2 separate regions of the Sus scrofa genome follow, and region 2 is linked to region 1. The links are chromatin contacts, called in public HiChIP or PLAC-seq maps. All regions are on one chromosome and are shown on one strand. Each heading gives the region's core, a stretch centred on a gene start, on an enhancer-like site or on the middle of the called end of the contact. The rest is flanking DNA. Distances are from core to core; before and after follow the strand shown.

Evidence for each region. HiChIP or PLAC-seq counts read pairs in DNA pulled down with a chosen protein or histone mark.
Region 2: an H3K27ac HiChIP or PLAC-seq map of skeletal muscle shows a contact between it and region 1. The contact joins the promoter of KLHDC3 here to the promoter of TBCC in region 1. A contact is called at or near these places in 2 of 2 datasets of contacts at active chromatin or transcription factors (alveolar macrophages and skeletal muscle).

Annotation. Positions count from the first base shown.
Region 1 is chr7:37,819,152-37,826,645 of Sscrofa11.1, forward strand. It overlaps TBCC (tubulin folding cofactor C), which reads right to left and starts at 4,843. Exons shown (of 1, transcript NM_001258407.1): 1 at 3,613-4,843. The coding sequence starts at 4,826. The coding sequence ends at 3,783.
Region 2 is chr7:38,077,235-38,084,728 of Sscrofa11.1, forward strand. It overlaps KLHDC3 (kelch domain containing 3), which reads left to right and starts at 3,679. Exons shown (of 10, transcript NM_001105314.1): 1 at 3,679-3,742; 2 at 5,876-6,088; 3 at 6,268-6,444; 4 at 6,600-6,715; 5 at 6,895-6,966; 6 at 7,194-7,407; 7 at 7,487-7,494. The coding sequence starts at 5,935. MEA1 (male-enhanced antigen 1) reads right to left here and starts at 3,026. Exons shown (of 4, transcript NM_001110429.1): 1 at 2,991-3,026; 2 at 2,223-2,585; 3 at 2,034-2,136; 4 at 658-1,466. The coding sequence starts at 2,492. The coding sequence ends at 1,315. PPP2R5D (protein phosphatase 2 regulatory subunit B'delta) reads left to right here. Exons shown (of 16, transcript NM_001113451.1): 16 at 1-1,195. The coding sequence ends at 135.

The DNA of each region.
Region 1 (7,494 bases), core at 3,593-6,092:
GTTCCTAGTCGGACTCGTTAACCACTGCGCCACGACGGGAACTCCGCACAGTGTTTTTTAAATGCCTGACTGTGTCTGCCAAGTCATCTGGTCCCCCAATCCCTAGCGACGTACTCCCATTTGACTTAACTCATGGACCTTACCAGCTTTGCCCTCGTCAGCATAGGGGTGCCTGGAAAAGAATGATGGAACTTGGGAGGGAAAGAAGTGAAAATGGAGATTTTAAGAATAGAATTTGAAAGGCAGGTGAGCCCAGTAAGGGTGAAGGCTAGTGGTACAGACAAAAGACTGTGCACATAGAGAGTTGAGGCTCTGAGAGAATGAATCCAAAGACTCTAAAGGCAAAACTCTGGACACCACTCATATCTAAGGGCTGTATATCACCAGAATTCCAATGAAGGGAAAGAAGCCCCTCAACACAAAACAGGTTAGGAGCTCCTGTTATGGCTCAGCCGTTAACAAACCCGACTAACACCCATAAGGATGTGGGTTTGATCCCTGGCCTTGCTCAGTGGGTTAAGGATCAGGCATTGCCTTGAGCTGTGGTGTAGGTTGCAGACGAGGCTCGGATCCCGCGTTGCTGTGGCTATGGTGTAGGCCGGTGGCTGCAGATCCGATTGGACCCCTAGTCTGGGAACCTCCATATGCCTCGGGTGCGGCCCTAAAAAAACAGAAAGACAAAAAAAAGAAAAAAAAATTACAAAGACTTAAAGAGGGGGTAGATGTAGGTGTATATGGACAAGGCTAACAGCACAGGGAAGGAGCTGGAACATCCTTCAGTGATATGAAAGGTGGAGGATCTCAGGATCTGGTGTCTTAAAAGGCCAGTGGAAAGAGAGAGCCATAGGAGGTAGGGGGTGTAGGCACAAGTGGAAGAGAAAGATCTGGGCAAGAGGAGGACACATACCCCTACTAAGGAAAGACCAGCAAAGACGGACATGTTTTCAAATACAAGAGATGTTACTGAGTGCTAGTTGGGTGGCCTATAGCTAGTCAGGTCAAGTCAGCAGAGTTATAGGTACAAAACTGAACTTTAGCAGAAAAAGTTCTGGGGAATCTGGCATAATTCAGGACAGGCTTGCTGAGCAGCAAAGAAAACTCAGCCGAGATTAGCAAACACTAACTACGCTTCATAATGCCGTAATTTTGTGATTTTATTGTCTATTACAAACTGCAGGTTTGCAAGAGGTTTAAGGGATTTTTATTTTTTAGATGTAATTAGGAAAGTTAACTTTCCTATAAAAATGATCGGTCTACAAATATGAATTGCAGGCCCATGAGTGCCACAGCATACTTTATTCTTTTTTCTCCTTTTACAGCTGCACCTGCAGCTTATGAAGTTCCCAGGCTAAAGGGTGGAATGGGAGCTGCAGCTGCTGGGCTACGCTACAACCACAGCAATACTGGATCCGAGCTGCATCTGCAACCTATGCCGCAGCTGGCAGCAGCACCAGATCCTTAACCCACTGAGCACGGCCAGGGACCGAACCAGCATCCTCATGGACACTATGTTGGGTTCTTGAATCACAACCTGCATGGTATATTCTTAAGTGCACTTGTGTTAAACTATCAGTCTCTAGGGCATAGCTCTAGGTTGGGGTCAAAGTTTCTAGTATGTTATCTCTTTTTATCATAGGATTGATTCTCCTCAGGGATGTTTTTCCCCCCTCTTCTTTGTGGATGTTGCAAATTGTGAAACTGATTAGGATCCCTTTTGGAGTTAGCTAATAATTGAGGGGGGTGGGGATCTGGATTCACCTCCAGCTAAGGAACAGAGTTTGGTAGGCTGTTTTATTGGCCTCACTTCTTCCAATTTGTAACTCTACCCTCCTTCCTCCTTGTCATTTGCTTTTGTTATCTTGTTACATTTCACATGTCCTAGATATGACTTTAAATCCTTTTTTGGAACTAAGTAAAATATATAAATACTAAAAATATAAATACCTGAGGTATAAGCACCTTAATACTTGTGGTAATTATTAAATAAAAAGTCCATCTGCAGTTACAAGGCCGAGAGACCTTTAAAAGCTTTTTGAAAATCTTACAACCTTCCATTTAAGAATAATGGGTGGTAGTGAAGAGATCAGAAAGCCAAAGTATTTAACAGTAGAGGATTATAGCAAAATGAGTCGAAAAATTAAGACTTGGCCAGATGCTTGCCCCAATCCTTTTTGTATGAGTAGATAGATACGTAGCACTATTACACCTGAGAATTTAAGGAAAGCAAATTTGCCCTCTTTAATTTTGGAAGCTTTCTTTCCAAATCAACACTATTCCAAATCAGTATCTTGTAGTGGTTAAGAAGGTGGGCTCTGAAGCCAGGACACCTGGTTTCAAATCCCAGTCCACCATTAGGGCTGTGTGAACTTTGGGCAACTTATTTGTTTTCTTCACTTGAAAAATGGTGTCGGAGTTCCCGTTGTGGCGCAGTGATTAATGAATCCGACTAGGAACCATGAGGTTTCGGGTTAGATCCCTGGCCTTGCTCAATGGGTTAAGGATCCGGCGTTGCTTTGAGCTGTGGTGTAGGTTGCAGACGAGGCTCGGATCCCGAGTTTCTGTGGCTCTGGTGCAGGCGGGTGGCTACAGCTCCGATTAGACCCCTAGCCTGGGAACCTCCATATGCCCAGGGAGCGGCCCAAGAAATGGCAAAAAGACAAAAAGACAAAAAAAAAAAAAAAGAAAGAAAGAAAAGAAAAATGGTGTTAACAGAACCTACCTCATAAGATTTTGAGGACTTAATAAGTTTTTATGAGTAAGGTGCTTACAGTGGTATCTATGGCATTTTAAGTGCACAAAAAAATTGGTAAACTATTTTGGCATTACAGTTGGTTAAGACTGATGAGGAACTTGGGGTCCGTGCCAGAACTTTGGATGACTAGCAGGATGCCAGAAACTCAAGCTAACATGCAGCTGAAGACCAAAGAGGAGTCCTTTCAGCGCCCCACTGAAAAATATCTATAGGGATCAAACCTGCAATTCAAAGAAGCTTTTGGTTAATGTCAGTTTTAACAGGTTTGATACCTTACTTCCACATTAACTGGCTCCCAATAGAGCCCTCCTGAATTCTTTTTATTAAACGAGTATTACTGAAAGCCTACTTTATTTTTTTTTATTTTCCCACTGTACAGCAAGGGGGTCAGGTTATCCTTACATGTATACATTACAATTACATTTTTTCCCCCCATGAAAGCCTACTTTATTGTGCAGTAAGGTTTTGTTTTGTTTTGTTTTTTGCCTTTTTTTAGGGCCGCACACTGTGCAAATGGAGGTTCCCAGGCTAGGGGTCAAATCAGTTACAGCTGCCGGCCTATGCCACAGTCAAGCAACGCAGGATCCAAGCCGAGTCTGCGACCTACACCACTGCTCACAGCAACGCCGGATCCTTAACCCACTGAGTGAGGTCAGGGATTCAACCGGCAACTTCATGGTCCCTAGTTGAATTCGTTTCCACTGCGCCACAACGGGAATTCCATCGTGCAGTAAGTTTTAAACAGCACAAATCGTGTAAAAACCAACACACAACTACACCCTTTTGCTCTTATGGCTTCACACTTATCAAAGAAAAGCTCCTAGACATTACCAAAATAGGAAAAATTCTTTAAAGTGCCAGACCTGTCACAAATTTAATGTAGATCAAATGTAGCAGCTTATCACAATCTCGTCTTAAAATAATGAAAACATATACGGCGTGAAAACAATAGGTACACTTTGCAGTCCCATTAGCCGGAGTCAGTCCCACATGGGAAGGAGTAGGAGTGAAGAAAAGCGTGACAACTGCTTTAGTCCCACTGGATCCTTCGCTCTTCTTCCGGAAGAATGCTCCAGTTTGGGGAGGCCACATCCCGGGCCAGCCAGTTGAAATCGTCAACGTCGTTCCAGTTATTTTTGCTCCTATCTAAACCAGAGCCCTCAAAGTCCTTGTCGATCCCCGGGTAGCTCCAGGTGTAGGGGGCGAACTGGATCCCCGTGCAGTCCTCCACGATGGCCCTGCTGGTCACCAGCAGGAAGACGCGGGTGTCTTTTGTGGTGTGTACGCGGAGCTGCTGGCAGGCCACAGCCAGCACGCAGTCACTGCAGTCCTCCAGGAACACAGAGGTGGACACGGGGCCGCAGAGCAGCGTGCAGCCTCGGGCCTTGGTTAGCCGCAGAGTATTGGGATTGCCATACAATTTGATCGTGCAATTACTCAGTTGGGTCAAAAGGACGTCGCGCTGGTGCAGCTCGTCGGCTCTCTTCTCCAAGACTTCGGACTGCAGGTTGGAGAAGCCGCAGACCCAGCTGGAGTCGAAGCCTCCCTCCTCCTTCAAGGGCGGAGAGGAGGCCAGGATGCCGTCAGCAGCCGGGGCGCCGGGAGCCGAGTCTACTTTGGTGGCTGAAGCGATATCCTTCCTGCGAGTCTTGAAAGCGAAACGCTTCTTAGGCTGCAGCTCCTGACGCCGCTTGGCCAGGGCCGCCTGCAGCCGCGCCAGCACCTCTTGTCCCTGCCGCAGATCGTAGGCGGCCAGGAACAAAACCGAATCGTTGATAAGTTTCTGCAGCCCCTGTAGCCGAGCGGCCGCCTCCTCCAGCTTCTCGACGGACTCCCCGCCTTCCAGAAGCTCTTCCACGGCCGATCGCTCCCGAGCGAAGGCGGCGGCGAAAAAGTCGCTCTTTTCCTCCTCCACCTCCTCGTTCTGCCGCTTTTGCTTCCGCCTTTCCACCTCCAGTTGCCGCTCTTGTTCTCGCCTCTGAAGCCGCTCGGGCACCAAGCTCCGGTCCCACTGGGACCCCAAGTCCCCGTTCCGCACAGCAGCAGCAGCCGCAGAGAAACTACTATCCTCCATCTTGACTTCAAGCTTCCTTTCTCCTGCCTTCCTTCTCCGGGCGCGCCCTTCGCGAAGCCTCCCACCAACGCGCCTTGTGATTGGTCGGACATGCTGACGTCAGACCCCGGCCTTATTTTCTTTGCCCATTGGCTTCTTGGCGTTGGAGGGGCGGGGCCGTGGGGCGGGGCCGACTGGCGGGGGGGTGGGGAGACAAAGGTCCTTGTGGATGGGTGGGGTGGGAGGCAGGCGGGGGAAGCTTTTTTTCCTCTTAAAGGGGCAGGACTTATATCCGGGATTGTGGGGTGAGTTGCAGCAGCGGCAGCTGCACATGTGGGTTTGTTTATAAGAACAAGGTTAGAAACTCGCAGGCCTCCCCCTCCCCCCCAGCTCCTCCCTACTACCCCCTTACAGGCCGGAGAACCGCTACTGGTGGGGGGAATGTGTGCGTGCGGTGGTGGGGGGGACAGGTAGTGGTGAGAAAGATGGAGGGGGGGATATTACACCGCCCGGCCCGCGCCGGAGGAAGCGGCAGCTGGAACAGCTGTCTAGGGAGCCGCTCGCATGCCTCAGTTTTTTTCTTTTCCCTTCCACCACCCCTTCCCCCAACCCATTCCTGCCGCCCCCAAACCCTCATCCTACCCGCCCTCCCCCTCCCCCCGCCGCTGCAGTTCGGCGTGGCCTGGGGCTCCTGGATCCCCGCAGGCAGTTACCGGGGCGGGAGAAGGCGAGGGGCTCCGGTATGCGACGTACTGGGCTCCTCACTGCAACCGGGTTCAGGGGGTCCTGGGGGAGTCTCAAAAAGGATTTATATTTTTTGGCCAATTACTGCAGTCGGAGGGGTGGGGGGAGGGTAAGATTCCACACCCCCTTCCTCTTCCTCCCACGCCCTCCCCCCTTTCGCCGTCACAACCTCGGCAGCTGGGCGCCGCTGGCCGCGCCCGGGTGAGACCTCAGCTCGGGCTCAGGCTCTCTGTGGGGCCGTCGGTCTTTAGGAAGGCGATGGGGGAAATGTTACATTATTTCTAGAGGTGGTGGGAGGGATTTGTCACCGGAAGTGGATGAGCCTAGCCTAAAGTCGGGACCAGCCAGAGGTGTGAGTGGGCAGCCCAGACGGCGTAGTCACTGGCAAAACCCAGGGCAGCGGGCCGGGCGAGAGCTGGGGCGCGGCCGGCACCGGCGCTCGGCGACCTCGCGTGCTAGGTGCAGCCCGGCGGAGCTCGGGGGCCTCCGACCCGGCCCGCCCTTCCCGTCTTTGGTTTCACTCTTAACCTCCACCTCCGTTCCCAGCATCAGTCGGGGTATTTAACTGCCCAAGAAATTGTCACTTGAAATTTCACTGATAATACCTGCATTTTGATGCAGAGGGAGATGGGAGGAAGCGAGAGAATGGAGAGTCGTTTCCGATTGTTCACGCCGCTTTCTCCTCCTTTCCTTTCCATTTTAAGCCCAAACCAAAAACAAACATAAATTCCCATGTTTCTCCGCTGAAAATCAGCACAGGTCACACTGTTTGGCATATTCCACTCGGGGGGTGGGGGTTATTGTATGTTTGTATGTGTGTGAACGTGTACCCGATGGAAACGGGGGTGCTGAAAAAAATCCTGTGTACGCTTGTGGTATATCTAAGTTTTCATTCGCTTTGTTTCATGGGCAAGAGAGATGGAGGCCCTGGGGGTTTTGTGAGGTCTGGTGAATGAAATATAACTGGTGATCTTATGTGAGTCGTACCGGGAATGCAGTAGCTGCTTTATTTTATGAAGGGTTGGGTTAACCAAGGGAGCCTTAAAAGATTTATTTTTGCTAGGGAAAAAGACCTGACCTGCCTCTTTTAAGTTTTTCACCTATTGAATCTTTCCCACTCAAATGATGAAGGTCTGTAGCCAAACAAGGTTTATTGGATTTGGGAGTTGCAGGTGGGGTGAGGCAACATTTTTGTATTAACTATAGTGACTCTAGGATAGGGGCTTGTGTTGTCTGTATCAGAAGTGGGACGGAAGGTCATTCATTTAACCCTTTTGAGAACTTCATTTCTGCTCATCAAGAGGTTTTGGCATAGAGTCCAGTTGACTTTGGAAGTTTCTGAATATTTTGAGTTGGCTAGTTCAAACTTTTCTGAGAAAATGGCAGAAAAGGACAAGAATGTACAGGTCACCCTACTGACCCAGTGTGTGGGAGGCTCTTTCAAAGACTGGGAATGGACAGCGATCAGTTGTATGGTCATCATAAAGCATTGGCTTGACAGTTCTTGACAGACCCTGGCACAACTGCAAGCCAAGGTAGGTGGTCAAGACATGGGCTTAATGTGCCCAAAGCAGTAGGCATTGCCAGACTACTTGCCTGTTCTGACATTTGAGGGCAGTTGATTCAGTGTGCATCTTTGAACTGGATTCCAGCTTCTCAGAGGTAAGTGCCTGTTCTGATGGAAGGAAAGAGGGGGGGTACATTACAGCAGAAACGTGGTAGAAGGCAAGCAACCAATGAGTTCTGAGTCCTGCTTTCAAAGATACTTTTCAGGACTTGTGAATCAGAATACTACTCTCTTATACACATCTTGCAAAGTGAAAGAATTCGAAGGTGTTACAGACTTTAAACATTTTTTAACAAAAACGTAGACACTTTAATCGTTCTATTGGTTAGATTTACTTTTTTAACTTTTTGAAAATTTCAAAGTGGAGAGAAGAGGTTT
Region 2 (7,494 bases), core at 2,429-4,928, 260 kb after region 1:
CTAAAAGACATCAAGAAGGAGAAAGTGCTGCTTCGGCGAAAGTCGGAGCTGCCCCAGGACGTGTACACCATCAAGGCACTGGAGGCGCACAAACGGGCGGAAGAGTTCCTAACTGCCAGCCAGGAGGCTCTCTGACCTCCTCACCTCCCCGCCACAGGGCCACAGCCCACTCGGCCCTGGGACACTGCCCCGGCCCTCCACCCTCTGCTCCCCACTGGCTGACTCTGGGCAGGGCAGTGCCTCTCTACTCCAGGGAGGGGGGTGTGGCGCTTGAAGCAGGGACCCCCCCCACAGAGCGGTCCCTTGTCTCCCCCACATGTGTTCATGCCTCCCCGCGGCTAGTACAGAGGCTGTGCGCTGCGATGCTCAGTGCTCAGACAACTTGGGGACGCCTGGCCCCCTCCTGCTCCTCACCCACAGCTACATGAGGCCGCTCTGAGAATACACACAGGAATATACGCCCCCTCCCCTCTTCCCTTCAGCCTCCTTGGCACCCCAGGTGTCTCCTCCTCTCCCTCCCCTGCAGGCATATAGGGAGCAGTGGGAGACAATTCTCACCAAAGTTATGTCGCCCCATTGGTCCCTGGAGTGGATTAGCTGCAGGGGAGCAACCCCCGATGGCACAAATAGGCCCCCAGCCCCGGCAGTGCGCAAACTGATGGGGGTGCGTTATTTCCTCTTACCTTCTGCCTGACCAAGACAACGTGGGAGGGCAGAAGGGAGAAAGCATAGGCTCTGGACAAGAGGTGGTGAATGTGGAGCCCTGATGGACCAAGAGAAAGGGATGAACAAACACCCCACCCTGTGCCCCCTTTTGGGTGAACAGCAGCCCCGGGATCATTGACACAGAAGGGACCACCCTGGGGCTGACTGCTCTATGGTGTTGGTTGCCAAAGCCGGGAGGAAGGAAGCAGGGAGCAGTGCCCCAAGCATGGCTCCCCCCAACACCTATTTATTTCCTTGTTTGTACTGATGCTAGCCAGGCCCTCCCTTGTCCCTTTCAGGCACCCTGGAGGGACAAGACGCTGGGGAGGGCCGGGCTTGAGGTCCAGGGGCACAGGCAGCACAGCTTCTGGCTGTGTACATAGGGTGCTTTATTCTCCACAGAGTGATACATGCTAAGGTGGGTTGGGCCTGGGTGGATGTCCCCATATGTACAGAACTGAATAAAGTGGGTCTCTGAGAAGACGTCTGATTTGCCTTGATGTGGAGAGGGAGGTGGGGAGGATGGAGATGGACACTACAACCAGGATGCGTTCAGTCCTGTGCTGGTTCTGGCCTCGAATGCAGGGAGATAAGGCAGCCTCAGGGTGGTCACTTCCAGGCAGGGGTGGCCTGCCGGGCTTGGAGGGCCTTCTGTACCACATCTTCCCATTGGGCATCTGATATCTCCCGAGCCCAGGCAGGAACCCCTGGCGCAGGCAGGCTTACTCCAGCCATGGTCCTTTTCACCAGCTCTACGTGTTCTGAAATCACAGGCAGAGACCAGTTAGGGAATAGAAACAATGGACCCGTTCCCCTCTCCTTTGGCTAAAGGAACCCAGAGCTTTTGGGACACTGAAGTCATCTTGTGATTCCTAAGCAAGCCTGCACCACCCCCCCCTACCGCCCCACAACAAGTCTAAGAAAAGCATTTCACCTGGATTCTCAAGTTTGCAAACTTACCACAAACTGCTGCTTTAGGAACAGGGTGATCCTCTGTGACTCCCCTCTACTGGCTCTAACCAGTTCCCTTCCTCCGTAATTATTCCAGAATAAAAGAACGATCTCTTGGAGTTTCCGTTGTGGCCCAGCGGTTAACAAACCCAACTAGCATCCATGAGGACACAAGTTCGATCCCTGGCCTCACTCGTGGGTTAAGGATCCCGTGTTGCCGTGAGCTGTGGTGTAGGTCGTAGATGTGGCTTGGATCCCAAGTTGCTATGGCTCTGGCATAGGCCTGTGGCTACAGCTCCAATTGGGCCCCTAGCCTGGGATTCTCCATATGCTGTGGGTGTGGCCCTAAAAAGAAAAAAAAAAAAAAACTCTTTTACCTGGGTCCATGGGAATAGAGCTGTGGTTGCTCAATGCTGTAGCTCCCTCTTCATCTTCATCCTCACTTTCTAATGGGGGGTCTGGCAAATGAAGCCCCAAGGCCTGCAGAGCCAGAGAAGACAGTTCAGGGTCATCCCTTCAGGGATTCCAGCTTCACCTGTTCAGGAACAATGCCTCCTCCACCATACCTGGATTCGATCCTGGATATCAGCAACTACATCTTCTCCATCTCCCACTGGTGCCAGCTCCACCTCCTCTTGTTCAGGATCTTGGTTCAGGGGCTGGTAGGAGTAGCCAGCTGGGCCTGTTCCTGTTTCCTCTTGCTCTTCCTCTGGCTCCTCACTGCTCCAATCCCCAGTGCCTTCTGTAGGGCCCTGGTGTGGCCCGAGTTCTTCAGTCTGATTGGGGAAGATACGTTCAGGACCCATGATGTCTCCCCCTAGAACTACTGCTGCCATCGGGCAGGGGCTGCAAGAACATGGAGACAGGAGAACAGAGATCAGACAAAATTAGGCCCAGCTTTAGCCTGTCATCCAGTCCCGTGCGGTCTCCTCCTGCGCCCACAAAACATTGAAACGCCCAAGTTTCCTGCACCCCACAACACCTCTCCTGGACTCTCCACCTCTTGAGCTGGCTCTTATCTCCAACCAAGGCCCACTTGCCTTGCTCCGACAATTCTTAAATAACAGCCCAAGCGAAGGCCATGCCACCTTCCAAAAGACACCCCTTCGGGAACGCCCTCCCCCCCGCCCCATCCACTTAGGAACTCCGGGTCACCAAACAAGCTCCCCTAGACAAGGCATACCCGCCCCCTTCTCTCCTCTCTAAGGGATTTCCCTCTGTACCGCCTGATAAACGCCCTTCGGACCCCAGGAGATCCCTTCAAATGGCCCCAGATGTGGCGTCCCCGACCCGCCCCCACCAATTCTCGGCGCCGGTATTTGCGCGCGCCTCACCCGCTCAGAGCCCGCGGCCGAACCCCGCACCTTCACTTCCGGCGAGGCAGGACGTTCCGAGGCGGCCCCGTCCTCCAGCCCCGCCCCGCCGCGCTCATGATTGACACGAGTGAAGGCGAAGGGTCCGCCCCTTGCTCCGCCTCCACCATCTTCTCGCCAAACAAAGGACTACATTACCCGGTAGGCCCCGCGGTTGTTTGTGTTTGGTTTTGTTTTGTTTTGTTTTGTTTTTTTTAATTTTAGGGCCGCCTGTGTAGCATATGGAAGTCCCCAGGCTAGGGGTTGAATCGGAGCTACAGCTGCCCGGCCTACACCACAGCCACAGCAACACGGGATCCGAGCCGCGTCTGTTACCAACACTGCAGCTCGTGGCAAGGCCGGATCCTTAACCCACTGAGCGGGGCCAGGGATCGAACCCTCATCCTCTTGGATACTAGTCAGGTTCGTTACCACTGAGCCGCAACGCGAACTCGGCCCCGCGGTGTTTGATAGGTATAAGCACATGCGCAGACTCCTCCGACTCCTGCCCATCCTTCAGCCCCTCGCGTTCCTCCCGAAACCGATGGACTACAAATCCCGGTAGACTTCCGGCACTTAGAGCTGAATGCACGTGCGCTTACAGCTGCCCGCCGGAAGGACCGAGCCTGGCTGTGTTTATCTCGTTGGAGATCCAGTCGGCAGTTGGCGGGCAACGGGTTCAAAGCTGCAGGCAGCGCGAGGACCCGCGGCCCCGCCCCGGCCCGGCCTGGCAGGTAGCCCGTGGTGGGTTGAGGGACGAGGAAAATCATAGGGGATGGGGACGCCGATGCCTAGAGCTGAATTGTGGGGGAGGGGCCGGAGACCGATGAGGTGGGGGTGGGGAGGGGGATGACGGGAAAGGAGAGTGTTAAGGGGGAAAGAAGGGCTGGGGGAGGATGGTGGGGAAAGCGATGGGAGAGACCTGGTAACTGGAGAAGGCACTGAAGGGAACTGGAAGGAAGACTGGGTTAGGAGGAGAATGGGAAAGCTGAGGATAATGGAAGAAAAGGGCGGGGGTGTCTGGTGTTGTGGGGGCAGGGAGGTTGGAATGACTGGAAGAAGACCCGGATAGCGTCATATACAGGGAGGAATATCTCTGGCCGAAAGGGGTCAGGGGATGTTAGCTTGTTTCCCCCCTATCGAAAGAAGGAAAATGGAAGGCTGTCGGGGTGGAGCTTGGAGTTGTGGGAGAAGGAAAAAGCAGAAAACTGCAAAGCTCTCAAGAGATCTGAAAAGGCCAGAAACGGAGAGTGAAAATTGCAAGAGAATAGGAAGGGGGGCAGGTCTCTGAAAGGCATGGAAGAAGCTGGAGAATGCCGCAGTGATGGAGCACGGACGGGAGAGCCCCAGGGATCAGAGGCGCCCGGGAGATGCTGGGGCTTGTCTTTCATGAGCTTGAGTTGTCCTTTGGAGAAGACGCTGAGGGTTTTTTCCTCTACCTTTGGATGGAATTGCTTCCCTCTTGCCCAGTGAATTCTTTACTTTACCTTGATATAGCTGAAGAGGAGAGTAGAAGCTGTGAGGGAAGAGGAAGGACCCCCATTCTTAAGCTCTCCAACTTCCTTCCTATCTGTCCCCACAAGCCCAGATCCAAGAGCTTTTGGATTGAGGACGGGAGTAATGAAGTGAGAGTGGTTTCCTGCTGGGGCTATTTCAGGTTTGGCAGAGTGGGGGAGGGTTGGGGGAAGTTGGGTGGGGGCAGGGGTCTGGCAAGCCAGCTCAAAGCCCTGTGTCTTTCTTGCAAGGGACCTTCCTTTACTTGAGCTTTTTCTGTGCCTGAGGTTCGGGCTAGCTCTTCTCTCTGCCAGGGCTTCTTGAACAGGGAGCAGATGATCCACCCAAACCCAGCAGGTGCCTGCCAGCGAAGGCAGTGCCAGCTGCAAGAGGATTTGTCTAACAGAGCCTTCAAATGTACCCATTATCTCTAGGTTGGTGGGTTGTCTTGCAGAGACCATGACCGCTCATGCCTGGGTCTTTTTCTTATCCTGACCAAAGGCATTTTTGTGTTCCTGCTCCTCTCCAAGGCACATCGCCACCCCCATCCCCTTTCAGGGCCCCAAACGGGAAAAGAGCTGCTGGAAACAGCTTGTTCCTTACCACAATGGCAGGGTTGGGCAAGTGGCAAGAGGAGAAAACCCCGCCTCCCCACCCCCACCCCCTCAATCCCCGGCAGACACATACCTTTCTGGCTTAAGTTCTTGGCAGCATCCCAGGCACAGCTGTCAAAGGAACTCATCGTGCCTGTGAGGGGCCCTGGGTGACCCTGCTGACAACAGCTCAGTTGCACAAGAGCCCCCCAGGAGGGGCTAACTGTCCATGGAAGTCCCCGTCCCGGATTCATCCCACCCTGTCCTGGATAGAGGGACTGTTCCTCTCTGAAAGCCTAAAAGCTTTTCAGCTTGGAGACACTCATGCCAGCTTTCAATGGACCGTTTGGGGCTGCCTGGGCTATTCATAGCTCTGAGTATTTTGAGATCCCGCTCCCCACCTCAAAGAGCACACAGATTCTTAGAGAGGTGGCAATAAGCAGAGCAGAGCCAGAGAGAAAAGAGGAGCTTGGGCCTGGCCAGGGACAGGGTGGAGCCTCGGTAAGTAGGAGACAACCATGTTAAGCCCTTTTTCAGCAGCCGAGCTGGCAGTCAGGTCAGAGTGGCCCCACCCTTCACTGTTGGAGAACACAGGGCCGGGGGCCAGCTCCCTGACCTCAGCAGCTCCCTTAGTACATAGCCAGCCACCTGAGCTGCAGAGGGGTGGTGTGGAAGGGCCACCAGGGTGACACTTGGAGGCCAGGGCTAGTCCTGGGCAGAGTCACGGTGAGCCAGGCAAAGGCCTTGCCTGAGGAGCCCACGGTCCTAACTTGTGTGCAGGTAGCAGAGGCAGCAGGCCGTGCCGGGGGGGCATGTGGCTGTAACCAGTGGCCCAGGGGATGTTACGCTGGACGGTGCACCTGGAGGGCGGGCCCCGCAGGGTGAACCATGCTGCAGTGGCCGTCGGGCACAGGGTGTACTCCTTCGGGGGTTACTGCTCCGGCGAGGACTATGAGACGCTGCGTCAGATTGATGTACACATTTTCAATGCAGGTGAGCTCCCCTGGGGACCATCCCTGGGCGCCCCCATCAGGGAGGGCAACTGGGCGGCTGAGGAAGGTTTGATGTGGGTGCCTGCAGCCAAAAGGGATGGAGAACACGCACATCTGGTTTGGGGAGAGGTGGATAGCCTCAAGGGAGGTTCCCAGGGCTGAGCAGAGCTGTGCCCACAGTGTCCTTGCGTTGGACAAAGCTGCCCCCGGTGAGGCCCGCCACCCGCGGGCAGGCTCCTGTGGTACCCTACATGCGGTACGGACACTCCACCGTCCTCATCGACGACACAGTCTTCCTTTGGGGTGGGCGGAATGACACCGAAGGGGCCTGCAATGTGCTTTATGCTTTTGATGTCAGTGAGTATGGGTCTCAAGCTGCCAAGTGGTACCTGGGCGGGGGGAGGGGGGGGTTCTGGGAAAGGTGTGGGCTGAGGGGGCTGGGGATGAGGCATCCCGAAGTGTAGGAGGGAGGGTCCGCTTGCTCACTGGGCCCACCCTTTCCCCCTCTACAGATACTCACAAATGGTCCACACCCCGAGTAGCAGGAACAGTTCCTGGGGCCCGGGACGGACATTCGGCTTGTGTCCTGGGCAAGACCATGTATATTTTCGGGGGCTACGAGCAGCTGGTAGGTCTGAACTCGACGTTCAGGGTGGGGAATGAGAAAGAGGAAGGGGAATTAAGGTAGTGGAATGGGAGGCTTTGGTTTGCTCCCAGGATCAGAGGGAGGAGGGTGGAGGGTCGGGGGGTGACCACTTCCCCTCCCTCTCTTATTCCTTCTCTTACTTCCTTCCTTGTCCCTCTTAGGCGGACTGCTTTTCCAATGACATTCACAAGCTGGATACCAGCACCATGACATGGACCCTGATCTGTACAAAGGTCTGCCCTTTTTCCTCTCTCCCAGATCTCCCGCCTCAGTTTAAGAAACCATAGGGACAAATCAGCTGTACTTTACTTTACAAAGAGAGAGAGAGAGAGAGAGAGAGGGAGGGAGGGAGGGAAGGAGGGAGGGAGAAAGAGGAAGGAAGGAAGGGAAAGAAAGAAACCATAGAGAGCTTCAAAACCAAAGCTGACCCCCTCCCCCTCCTGTCTCTGCTCTTGCCCAGGGCAACCCCGCACGCTGGAGGGACTTCCACTCGGCCACCATGCTGGGCAATCACATGTATGTCTTTGGGGGCCGTGCCGACCGTTTCGGGCCATTCCACTCCAACAATGAGATTTACTGCAACCGCATCCGCGTCTTTGACACGAGGACCGAGGCCTGGCTGGACTGTCCACCCACCCCGGTGCTGCCTGAGGGGCGCCGGAGCCACTCAGCCTGTAAGCGTCTGTCATGTCCCTTCCCGTTCCCCCTTCCTACCCATTGTCCCCACACTCTTGAAAATTCTTCTCCTTCCAGTTGGCTAC